Linked DNA regions of Mus musculus: region 1 is linked to region 2. A link is a contact called in public Hi-C data. All regions are on one chromosome and are shown on one strand. Each heading gives the region's core, a stretch centred on a gene start, on an enhancer-like site or on the middle of the called end of the contact. The rest is flanking DNA. Distances are from core to core; before and after follow the strand shown. Region 1 overlaps Elp3 (elongator acetyltransferase complex subunit 3). Region 2 overlaps Pnoc (prepronociceptin).

What was found. Hi-C and Micro-C count contacts between places; a contact is called where the count stands out from the background.
Region 1: a contact with region 2 is called in a Hi-C map of the N1E-115 cell line, with 3 times the contacts expected there. The contact joins two enhancer-like sites. A contact is called at or near these places in 4 of 39 promoter capture datasets (the 3T3-L1 cell line, hippocampal neurons, liver and 1 more), 5 of 15 datasets of contacts at CTCF or cohesin (CD8 T cells, hippocampal excitatory neurons, large pre-B cells and 2 more), 114 of 484 Hi-C or Micro-C datasets (the 4T1 cell line, B cells, the BV-2 cell line and 70 more), 19 of 115 datasets of contacts at active chromatin or transcription factors (CD8 T cells, the HPC-7 cell line, the SCID.adh cell line and 15 more) and 2 of 9 other capture datasets (liver and pancreatic islet).

What each region holds. Positions count from the first base shown.
Region 1 is chr14:65,567,968-65,574,165 of GRCm38.p6, reverse strand. The region is part of intron 7 of Elp3 (elongator acetyltransferase complex subunit 3); the gene reads left to right. Among named protein-coding and RNA genes, the nearest start is that of Elp3, 22 kb to the left of the region's middle. Within about 2 kb of position 1,800, at least 19 of the 459 cell types and tissues checked have an H3K27ac peak or open chromatin away from gene starts, as enhancers often do. A contact at or near this core is called in the N1E-115 cell line and VIP interneurons, where this site is marked.
Region 2 is chr14:65,405,149-65,410,530 of GRCm38.p6, reverse strand. Pnoc (prepronociceptin) reads left to right here. Exons shown (of 4, transcript NM_010932.2): 3 at 5,345-5,382. Among named protein-coding and RNA genes, the nearest start is that of Pnoc, 18 kb to the left of the region's middle. Within about 2 kb of position 2,675, at least 6 of the 459 cell types and tissues checked have an H3K27ac peak or open chromatin away from gene starts, as enhancers often do. A contact at or near this core is called in the N1E-115 cell line and VIP interneurons, where this site is marked.

The DNA of each region.
Region 1 (6,198 bases), core at 551-3,050, 160 kb before region 2:
TGGAGGGCCATTGCCACAGCACAGTAGAAAGAGAACTGAAAGCTGTTTTGACTCCACACAAGAACCATAGCATGCACGTGTTCACACACAATAACAAATTTAAAAACAAGTGAAAGATTTTCAAATAATTTAGGTAAGGAAATCTTCCCAAGCTTGTGTACTTATAGACAGACCCCTTTTCTCAACACAGGTTTCATATGTCATACGTTGAAGGGGTGTGTGTGTTTATATATATGGAGTTCAGCTGTAGCTATCTTGAGCATACCTCCCCTGTAAGTTTGCTCTGAGCTTTTTTGTGTGTGGTTTGAGCCCTGGGCACCTATGGAGCAGACCAACTGAGCAGATGTAGAGTTTCTGGGATACAGTTTTCAGATTGTCATCAATTCAGATGTCAGCAGTCTAGCTTCAGTTCTGATGCTCCGTAGTATTTGACCATAAGTCATCTATTTTTGTTAGAACTCACTTGATTCGGATCACGATGTGTTTGTCCAAAAAAGTCCTTAAGGGAAGAAAGTGTCTTCTGCAGATGTCTAGCCAGGGCCAGCGTGGGCTTGTTTTTGTTCTTTGCCTCAAGAGGGCACTCTGCTTTTAGTTTAAAAAATGTTTCTCTGGCTTGAGACTTCATTGCAGCAAATCTTATGAATAGAAGTGCGAGCCAGCGCAACATGGGCTCAGTTGCAGCCCACTCGGCTGCTGTCCTGCTCTCTCCTGCTCTCTGTACTTTGTGAGGCAATATGAAAAATGCCGATTTGTGAGTTTTTGCTTGCTTTATTGAGGTAAATTCTTCATATGACTCCCTATAATAAAGTGTTCAGGGGAAATTTTATGTTATTTGAAGTAGTAGTTTCTGAACTAAACTAGGAACAAAATTATTTTCAAATGTTAGCATCGTTGTGAATTAAAGAGCAGCCCGGGAAAACTGGTTTTGGTCTGGTGTGTTCTTTTCAGAATGTGTAGGCAGCCTTCCTGTCTGTTATTTTGTGAAAAGATGTTTGGAAAAATAGATGTTTTCCAGAAGAGCCACCCTCCCTCTGATGGAAGCTGGTTCACTGCAGAGCCCTGGCAGGTGTCTCGTTCTTCCCACGCAGCTGTGGCGCTGACACTCATTTTCTCAGGACAATTGGATGTTTTTCAAAGGGCCATTTTAAACTAGGCTTACAGCTCCTTGAGGTGGCAGGTGAGCCACCAGTGTTGAAGGTTAAACATCCTTAGGGCCACACTTCAATGAGCTCAGCTGTCCCTCCTTGGTCTTCCTGTGTCTAACCCAAGTGATTAAAGGTTTGTTTTGTTCTTTTTACTTAAAAGTTTAGGACTAGATTTTAAACCAGCGTGAGCCTGGTTATTGTGGCCTGTTGATAGCAGGAAGTCTGTGAAATCATTGCAGGCAGAAAGTGAAGGAACACAAGCCTGCTCAAGGACAACGCAGGCCTGGCCACTGTGAAGGCTGGTGAATGAACCCAGTGCGGATCACTCAGCCCATCAGCTAGACTGAGCATTTTTGGGTCTCCAGAGAGTGCCAATTACTGATGACTGTCATCCCCTAAAAACTATCACTTTGGAGAAAGACCACAGTGGGACCTGAGTCACCCATTCACCAGAGTGCGACTGTTGCCAGATAACTCAGAGCAAGCTCCTAATGGAGTTTTATTCCTTTTTAATCAGCTCTGCCCAGAAGCAGTTTTGTATTCAGTGCTCCTTGGCTGTTTTCAAGAGGTGCAATTTAAAAGGGTAGTTACCCTTCAAGGAGGCATGAGTCACACCTTTCCCTGTGGAGTTTTAAACTCATTTCCGTTCCTTCCTTTTCCCCCGCCTCATCAGTGCCTTTAGATCCTCTATGTCCTTACACATCCTGGGAGAGCTAGGTTGCTAGGTAATGCTGGGTACCGAATGCCAAAGTTAATTCCATCAAAAAGAAAGCAAAGAGAAGCCATCAGAGGTCTGGAAGCAACTGGCAACTTCCATGGTCTTCCCCACATGCACTGCCATGCGATGTATAAACTGGCATTCAGCTTGGTGTTTTTTCCCTTGATTCGCTTGGACAGACCTGTGTAACAGAACACTGTTGAGATTCAGAACATGGGAAGTTGTAGTGTAGTTCCAACAACCAGGAGGCAGAAGCAGAAGGATCTCAGATGTGAGGCCAACCTGGGCTTCTTAGCAAGGCCGTGTGAAAGCAGATAAATAATGGAGAGGATTTCTGTCACCAGAGTTACTTTCTTTTCCTCCAGAAAATCCTCACTTTTGCTTCCCAGAATCAGCAATTCTGGTTTTTACGGGTTTTTTTCACCCACCATACATGGATTAAACCCGTTGTAGAACTTCACATACTGTTAATCATCTGGTCTCCTGTGGAGGGGTTCTTTCGCTGACTGTTGCTTGAGGTTCACCAGGGTTGTTAGGTGAGTCCATGGTTGCCCATTTTTAATGCTAAGCAGTATTCTGCTGGGTACACAGACCACAGTTGGGGTGGACCACAGTTTGTGTATCCATCCTTCTGCCTGTGGACATGGGCTGCTTGCAGCTTGTTAGTAATACAACTCCGACCATTTTGGTACAAGAATTTTTATGGTCAAATGTATGAATGCTCTTGGGTAGTAAGGAGAATTGCTAGGCTTGTTAGTGTTTCATGAGAAAGGCCAGCCATTTTTCTGGAATGGGTGTGCTGTTGGTACTCCTGGCACTCATGGGCGAGCGCTTGGTGGTGCTGCATCTCTACCAGTGCATGCTGCTGTCAGTCCTTTTAATTTTAGCCATTCTGGTGGGTGTGTAATGGCATCTATTGTGGGTTTAATTTGCATTTTCCTGATGACTAATGTCATTGAACACTGAGTGTATGCTTGCGCTGTCTGATTGTATTTCCTTTGTGAAGGGTTTAATCTTTTTCTGTTTTTGTTGTTGTTGTTGGGCTGTTACATGTCCTTGGTTTGAGAACCCGGTCTGTACCTTGACTATTCTATTGATGATGTCTTGGGGCAGAATTAAGATGATCAATCTTTTTCTTCCTTACCACTGTTTTCTGTATTGTAACTAATAAACCATCTCATATTCTCAGGGCACGAGGTTACTCACCCGTGTTGTCTTCTAATTAAAATTTCAGTTTTTACATTTAGCTTTCTGATCCCCTTTGAATTAGTTTTTTTGTATACTGTGAGGTAGGAGTCAAGGCACCCCCCCCTTCCACCCCCAGTATGGAGACTGAATTGTTTCTTTAAAAACTCACCTTTCTCATTTCTCATGGGCCACACAGTGCAATGTTGTTGTCTGTTTCGGTTTGTAGACCAGTAAATATCATATTATTTTGAGCACTGTAGCTTTTTAGTGTGTCTTAAAGACAAATAATATACGTCTTCTAACTTGTAATTGATTTGTAAAGCTGCTGTAGGTAGTCTGAGCCCTTTGCACATCTTTGTAAAATTGAGAACTAACTGTTGCTGGCAGCTTATCTTACAAAGTGTGAAAGCGTTAGGATATTTTTAAATGACAGATAGGGCACAAACTCTGGGAAGAGAGCTGACTGTGGTCATCGGAAGCATGGCCTGGCTCCTGGTTTATTTAGACTTCCTTTACTTTTTATCAGCCATCTTCTGTGAAGGTATTTATTGGTTTTACTTTTTATGATTTATTATTTTATTTGTATTTTAGTCTATGTGCCTGCATTTATGTATGTGCATGTGTATGCAGAAGCCAGAAGGACATGTCAGCTCTTCTGAAACTGGATTAAGGGGTGTTAGGAATGAACTCGGGTCCTCTGGGAGAGCAGTATGTGCTTGTAACTGTGACACATATTTCTGTCCCCGGGGCTATTCTTCTCTGATTACTTAAGTTGTAAAACCTTGGCCACCATTTTTCTTTTCTAATAAAAATATTCAAAGTAGTAAGTTTCTTTTTAGGCTCCTTTTTTCTTTCTTTCTTTTTTGAGATAGAGTCTCACTATTTAGACCAGCCTGGCCTTGAACTCAGAGAACAACCTGCCCAGATTCTGGACATTTCTATATGCAAATGCTGTACATTTTCACGTCTTACATTTTAAGTTATTATCATATCATATTTTAATTATTCAGTGTCAAGTTTTCCCTATTACCTTTTCTATTTCTTTTTCAATTCCAGGGATTGTATAAAAATTGTTTAATTTCTGCATTTCAGAACAGTGAGTTTTTGTTTGATATCTTAGTGATTTCTGATTTTATTTCATTTTGTTCAGAGCGTCTATTCAGTTCACCTTCAGTTTTGGTTTTGTTGTCTTTGTTTAGTTAGTAGAGACTTGTTTTATGGCCAGTGTAAGTGCTCTTGATGAGTATGATATGTGCAAAGGAAGTAAATTCTGCTGTGTCTGGTGCCTGTACAACTCAGCTGAGTGAGTGAGAGAACAGCTCAGATGGTATGTGAGTGAGCTGTGCAACACTATAGCACCTGACATAGTTAGCTGAGACAGAGAAAGTCTGCTGTCTTTCCTCACAGTTTTGGAGGGTCCAGGCTATATTTTTAGAATGTGATAGGAAGATTATGGCAGAACAAACCTGCCACTTCATGATGGACTTGAAAGGCAAAGGGAGAGAGATAGATCACTCAGCCCTTCATGGGCAGCCCTTGGTGACATAACAGCCTCCACTAGTCTCTATTTGATATTAGTTCTGCCATAGAGCCTCATGTGCTTCCTGCCAACCCTGTATGCCTTTCCATTTATTTGCTTTCCAGCCTTATATGCCTTTATAGAGCAAGTGGATTCCTTGTAGGCAGAAACCTACAATACTTGTCGGGAAGGGAATGCCCACAGTTGCCCATCTTGATAGTGTGTGCCTTTTAATTGCAATATATCGTGCTGTTAACATTTGGTATAATTAGTGATAACTAGTTTATATTGATTGGACTTATGTCTACTAGTTTAGTCATCCCCCATGCTAGTTTTCACTAACCAAGAATAATTTCACTGAACTCCATTCCTTTATAATACTGCATCTCTTGATAGAGACTGTCTTTAAGAGGAAGTAGTAAGTATCTGATGGAAAGTAGTGTGTACCTGAAGGGTGTGAGGTGGGGGCAGTGGGAATGGCCTTCATTAGGATTCTCTACCAGGCTGCCTCCTGGCCAGCTCCGGCCTCAACCTCCCCGGTAGCTTGGAGATAAGTGCACTTGTGTCTGTGGCTGGTAGGCAGCTGCCATCACTTCCCATTGCCACCCACTTAAGCACAGATTTGTTCTGTGCTTCCATTTCCCTGGGGTCGTAAAATGAAGTGATGGGACTAAACTGACCCCAGGTGGTCCTGGCTGACATCCGTGACTTGGAGGCTTTGATTAGAGGAACGTTTATCTAAAAGGTGAATTCACACTGTTTTCACTTAGCCGTCTCCTTCCGCCAGGGGCAGCTTTCTGTAAGCTTACCTGTGACCTGTGTTCTGTTACTACTATGGGACCCCTGGCTCCTCAGCTATCTGGTCATGACTACAAAATGTTAAGTGTTTTTATCAGCTGTGGAAAAGAAAAACAAGAACGTCAAGGGACGCTCTCTTGACTGATGTGCTAGGGCACCTGACTCGTCTCTAAGCTCCAGTGTCACCAGCTGACCTTTCCTAGTCATACTTAAACATCAAACTACCTTTTGGCTTTTTCAATTATATTGGGCAGAGACTGTTGGCTCTTAGATCCTATTAACATAACCAGTCTCCAGAAAGAAATTAGATTACAATTTCAAAAAAGAGGTAGGTGCATCCTCTAAGCCTACACTCTTAAGTGTAGAGCCTCCCTAATGTCAGTGTGAGATGTATCCGATTTTATTGAGGTATTGTCCAGGTGTGGTGATGGTTTATAAAAGGACATTTTTCTGCGGGTGTGGTTCTGAGGCATTCAGTGATAACCCCAGGTGGCATCAGTCCAAAGAACTTTTAAGCTCTGTTGACCCATCCTGGCCTGTGGAGATGGGACGAATGTAGACTATGACTAATGGAAGTTAATCTCTTATCTCTGTGCCCTCATTTAATTGTTGGTTTGGCTTGAATGGATTGAGTTTGGTTGGGGTCCTATAGCTTGACTGAAGCAGCTCTAGGATAAAAACTAGGTTTTTAGTTCTAATAGAATCTCTGACCTAATGCAAATTACCTTTTCTATTTCCAAGAGGGACAGTAGGCAGCAAGATCACTAGAGGCTATGGGAAGGGAGAAAGTCCTCCTTTGTCCTAGCTACATCTGATTTATTTATTCTTTC
Region 2 (5,382 bases), core at 1,426-3,925:
AGTGTTAATGCATAACACACGTGTTACATATCAGGAAAATTTAAGTCTTCTTCAACCCCATGTATTAGTCACTTTGCTCTTTGCTGTGACAAAAGTCCTTGATACAAAAGGGTTTATTTTAGCTCACAGTTTGGGGGCACAGTCTATACTGAAGGAGAGAGCCTAGAGGCAAGGACTTGAGGCAGTTGGTCCCAGTGGGTCCGCAGTTAGTTGGGAAGCAGAGAGAGATGGGTACTGAAGCTCTGCTCGCTTTAGTCAGCCTTGGACTACAGCTCTTGGGATGGTGTTCTCCACACTGAGGGTGGGGCTCTCATCCTCATTAAAACCTGCCTCAACTGTGTCTCCTTCACGATTCTAAACCCCTCAGGATGACAATGAAGATCAGCTATTATAGTGCAGCAATCCAAGAGAATCTTACCTTTTCTTACTTTCTGTAGGTCTCAGAATTAATATTCTCATGTTATTACACACTATTTTAAGTGATTCTTTTCTATGATTATATAACTTATTCTCCATCTTTGGAGCATGCATATTGTCATCCATCTCTTATATCGCAGATAATTCTACAACAAACATCCAAAATGCTCTCTTGTGTTTTAAATCTCCAAGTTGAAGCACAAAACATGAAATTATTATTCATTAAGTGAACTGCTTCCTTAGTCCTTTCATTTCAGTTTAGCTAGCTATTCTCTTCTATGAAATCCTGTATAATTCAATTACTTTTCCCTTTGAAGTCAGTAAAGCTGCTTTCAAGATGTTGTGTTTCAAGCCCCTCAGCCTTTCGAAACAAACAAGTAATTACTGTTCCTTAAGGCAACTGTGCAGACATGAAATCCAGTGTAGCCGGTGCCCAATACGCCTTGCTATCTCACAGCTCCAGACAGAAATATGGCCTCAGCCCCAACAGACAGGCAGTTACACTCTTTCAGGCCTGGGCACAATCAAGAGGCGCAGGCCACATGACCCCTCGAAGGGATGTGTTTCTGACACTTTCATCCATCATGTTTTTCTCTAGGAGTCTGTCTGTCTGTCTGTCTGTCTGTCCCATATCTCATCCTTCCAGAAACATCTCTTGCTTCTCTTGCCTGGTTTATGGGTCTCTTCCCTCTCTGTCTACTCTTTCCCAGCCTTCTCTATTGACTTCTAGGTCTCTGCTCAGTCCTAAGCAGATGCCTGCTTCTTGCCCCGTTGACCCTCTCTTTCTGAATTGCCACTACGCACCTGGCTTTCCTTCCCCAGGCTGCAGGTAACTGTCAAGGCTAGACCCCTGACCTTCTCCCTCTTGGGTTCAAGCCCAGGTCCAACCACTCTTGACAGCTTCCAGGGAACCCTGCCTTTCTTTGCTCTCCTGCCACCTTGCTCCTGCCTCTCCCTTCCCCCATCCGCCAAACCCCACTTATACTTCATGGCCAAGGTTAAGCTTCGGCCTGTAACACTCTGTTTTCTCACAAAGGCAAAGGTAAGGTTCAAGTGAAAGGACAGAGCCCTTAAGGGGATCCCAACCAAGACAGAAAATTCAGGAGAGTGAGCCAAGGTCAGGAGCAGCCAGAAAGAGCTGGAGAGATAGCGAGGTCAGGATGGTGGTCTTCACTAGACACTGTGGTACCTGGGCAAACAGAGCTGCAGCAGGGAGTTCTGGGGCTCTAGGGCCTGGCTTGCATTTGAGAATGAGCCCCCCTTGGGGTAGATTGCATGTGCCCAACCTGCCTGGATCCCGTGCCATTGCCATAGATCACACGCAGATAGGAATGGCCAGTGTGTGCAGGAAGAAAATTAACACCACCAGGGGTGTTCTCTCCCCAGTGACTTTATTTTCAATATATATGCAGACTTTACCACCTACGCCCACATCCCAGTTTCTTTAACCAAGCTGACCTTGAGAAAATGAAATAAGATTCTTCCTGGGTGATGATCATGGGCTATACTTATTCTGGTTTTTGTTTCCCATGGCTGGCTGGCTGGTTCTCTCTCTGTCTCTGTCTCTGTCTCTGTCTCTGTCTCTGTCTCTGTCTCTGTCTCGTCTCTCTGTCTCCCCCGGCCTCTGGTTAAGGTATGAGATAGAGACCTTTGCTGATAGGTATGAGTACCTATCTAGGTATCCCAGCCTGGAGTCCACTGTGCCCACAACAGGGCTCAGGCAGCCTGTCTTGTAGAAATTATATGATTCTTAGAACATTAGGTTCCTCCTGGGCACATCCTGGGCAGCCATGGTAAGGTCTTGCATTTGGGTCTTGCTGGGGGTGGTGAAGAATTGGAAGCGCATTTCTCTCTCTCCCTTAGCATCTCAAATCTTTGGGGTCCAGACAATACTTTTCTTCTTAGAAATAAGTCAGAAAATGGATTGGTAAAAGCCTCACAGTTGGAGATAAACACTTTGCAGTGCCTGCTGGCCCCTGAGGACTCTGTCACCTGCTTGCTTTTTTGTTTCTAGTTCATGTTCCCTTTTAACCCATTTTAAAGTAGACTGAAATGCCAAGAGCATAAGCAATTATGTCTCATCTTATGTCTGCACATCTTGCCTGTGTCTGCTTTGACGGGGAGATGAGGAGGGACTCACGTTCCAACCAGGGTCACCTCCCAGTCTCTCTGCCACATTACGTAATCCTGACTCGTTCCCAACATCCTCAGGACACTTGGCTCTGGCATGGTTGGCTTTTTGTTAGGCTGTAATTTTGGTCAGCAGTGACTCACATCCAAACCCATTGCAGTGCCCTCTGGTTCCTCACCCAATTGTCAGTGGGACACGTTCCATCTGTTCAAGTAGAAGAAACTAGACTCGAAGAGTTATTTTAGAGTCCAAGGCTAAAACAACACACTCTCAAAAAAAGTTTAGGGAGATGCACTTCAAAGTCCTAAAATGATGCCTCCTGGCATCTCTACGTGCAGTTAGTGAAAACTCTTAGCAGATGATTGCAGCAGCTCTTCTGATGGATTGTTTCCATGCTAGTCATTCACTGCCCCTGGTTAGTGTCTGCCTTTGAATACACACACACACATACACACACATACATACATACATACATACATACATACATACATACATACATACATGTGCACATGAATGCAGTTGCCTATGGAGGTGGGAAGAGGGTATCAGATCCCTGGGAACTGGAATTCCAGGTGGCTGTGAACTACCCATAAGTGCTAGGAACTGAAGCTGGGTCCTCTATAAGAGCAGTTTGTGCTCTTAACCACTGAACCATCTCTCCAGCCTCTGAATTTATTTTTATCAATTTTGCAGTAGTTAGGATTGAACCTAAGGCTCTGTGAATGACCAGGCAGATGTGCTATGGCTGAGTTACATCACTAAATGCCTTTGAATATTTTGGTAAGACCTCCTAGAGCAAATAGCTCCTAAACACCACTCAGGAACCAAAACAACACAGTGACTGTCTTCTTTCCCCCAGAGGAGTCAGGTGTCTATATGACAGGCATGGAACCCAGGCCTAGCCTCTGGCTGGGTTAGACCCTCAGTCTGTGCCCTAATCTCTGATTCAGACACCCAAATGGCCCTTTGCTCAGTCTCTTCAGAAGCTCAGCTTTACAAATCAATTTGGCACCGGTCAGATCCCAGATGCTCATGCAAACTCTGGCTTAATATAGCAACGTCATCATCATGGCTGAGAAAACGTGTCCAACTCACTTAATAAGCCACCGGTTCATCCTGGCAAAATAGCTGATAAGGACCCCAGACCAGACCATAATAAGCATTAGGCTCATATGCCATCTGGCACTAAAAATGCTACTGTACATTTAAGTCCCCCAGACTTGCCTCAAACCTTCTCCTAAGCCAACAGTTTGTGATGATTTGGTCAGTATCTGATTTATCTGCTATGAGTGAGTTGAATCTCAATAAAGACCGTGGCATCTGGTTTGATCACAAAATTTCATTTTCTCACATAGACACAAAATCTAATTACCATCTGGAATTAGAAGCCTGGGAGTGTTCAGTTTTAGTGGCCTCTAGACTTATCTCTTCCACCAGTAAACCAAAGGAGCAGAGAACTGAGCAAACACTGAGGGCTCCTTCTCTGTGAAGTTGAACCAAGTGTTCCTAAAGGCTGAGCTGCTCCCAGCCCCCACCTCTGGCGGGCTTCTCAGTGCTGCACACACCTCCCTGTGCTGCTGCTGCCTCCGGAGAACACTGTCTCAGCCGATCTGCCACCATGGGCATGAGGAGTTGGGCATCTCTTTGATGCTGGCGTCTGTTCTGTGCACCAAAGGAGTTTCGCTAACGTCTTCAGCCTCTACATAGCATTAGAAGACACACGTGGGCTCGGTTGGTTAAGGGATCCCCTTGTAAGGATGAGGAGCTGAGTTCACTCCCCAGAATCTGGGCTAGAATGATGCCCATATACGTTGTGGAAATTACTTTCATACTAAATTACTTATCAGAAAGAAAATTATGATCCTTTGTTTAACTTTCTAATAAGTATTTTTGATATAATAGTTGCAATGCATTTTTGTAATTAAACTTACTTTGGAATGCAAAAAAAAAAAAAGCAGGTGGCATGTATTTGAACTCCCAGCACTGGGAATGTAAAGACAGGAAGGTCCCTGGAATCCAATGACCAGCCAGTCTAGCTTAATTAGTAAACTGCAAGCCAAAGAGAGACACTTCCTAAAAAGAAACAGACAAGATTGCCAAGGAGGATGCCCAACGTTGTCCTTTGACCTTCATGCACACAAATTTTTAAAGACAAATGTTATGACAACCAAATGTGTCCACGCACTGATTTGTCTAGAATATAAGAGAATTTAATTGACTGCCTAGCCTACTGATCACTATATAGAGAAGACACTTACCCAGGACTCCATATGTGAGTAAAACGTACTCCTAACTTTTTAGATTATGCTTCATGAAATAAGACAAATATCTCTATCATTAAAATCCCCACAGGAGGAATGCAAAGTTGGGTAGGAACACGGATGTAAGACAGAGTAATTCTTTCCAAGGAACCAAAAGAAGATAATATAAAGGTGAAGAGATAAAGTTAGGATATGGCCAGATCTGCAAGGATGGGAGCAGGAGGGGTCATTCCTTCAGAGGGCACACAGTGACAAAAGGCAGGGAGGTGTATGAGGTGTAGAAGCCCTGTGTGCCTAGGGGACTGTGAAAGATGAGGAGTGAAAGTGACCTCCCTGAAATGATGGATCATGACCTGAAATAACACATAAACCCTTTTGTCCCCTTAGTTGCTTTTTGCTGGGGCATTTTACTATAGCGAATTAAAGTACACCAGTAAGACTATACATGAGAATTAAATCTATCTGCTGGTATCAGAGATCTAAAGGTAACAGGGAGCCAGTGGATTTGACTGTCCTCCTGCTTGTATCTTTGCAGACGTGCATCCTCCAGTGTGAAGAGAAGGTCTTCCCCCG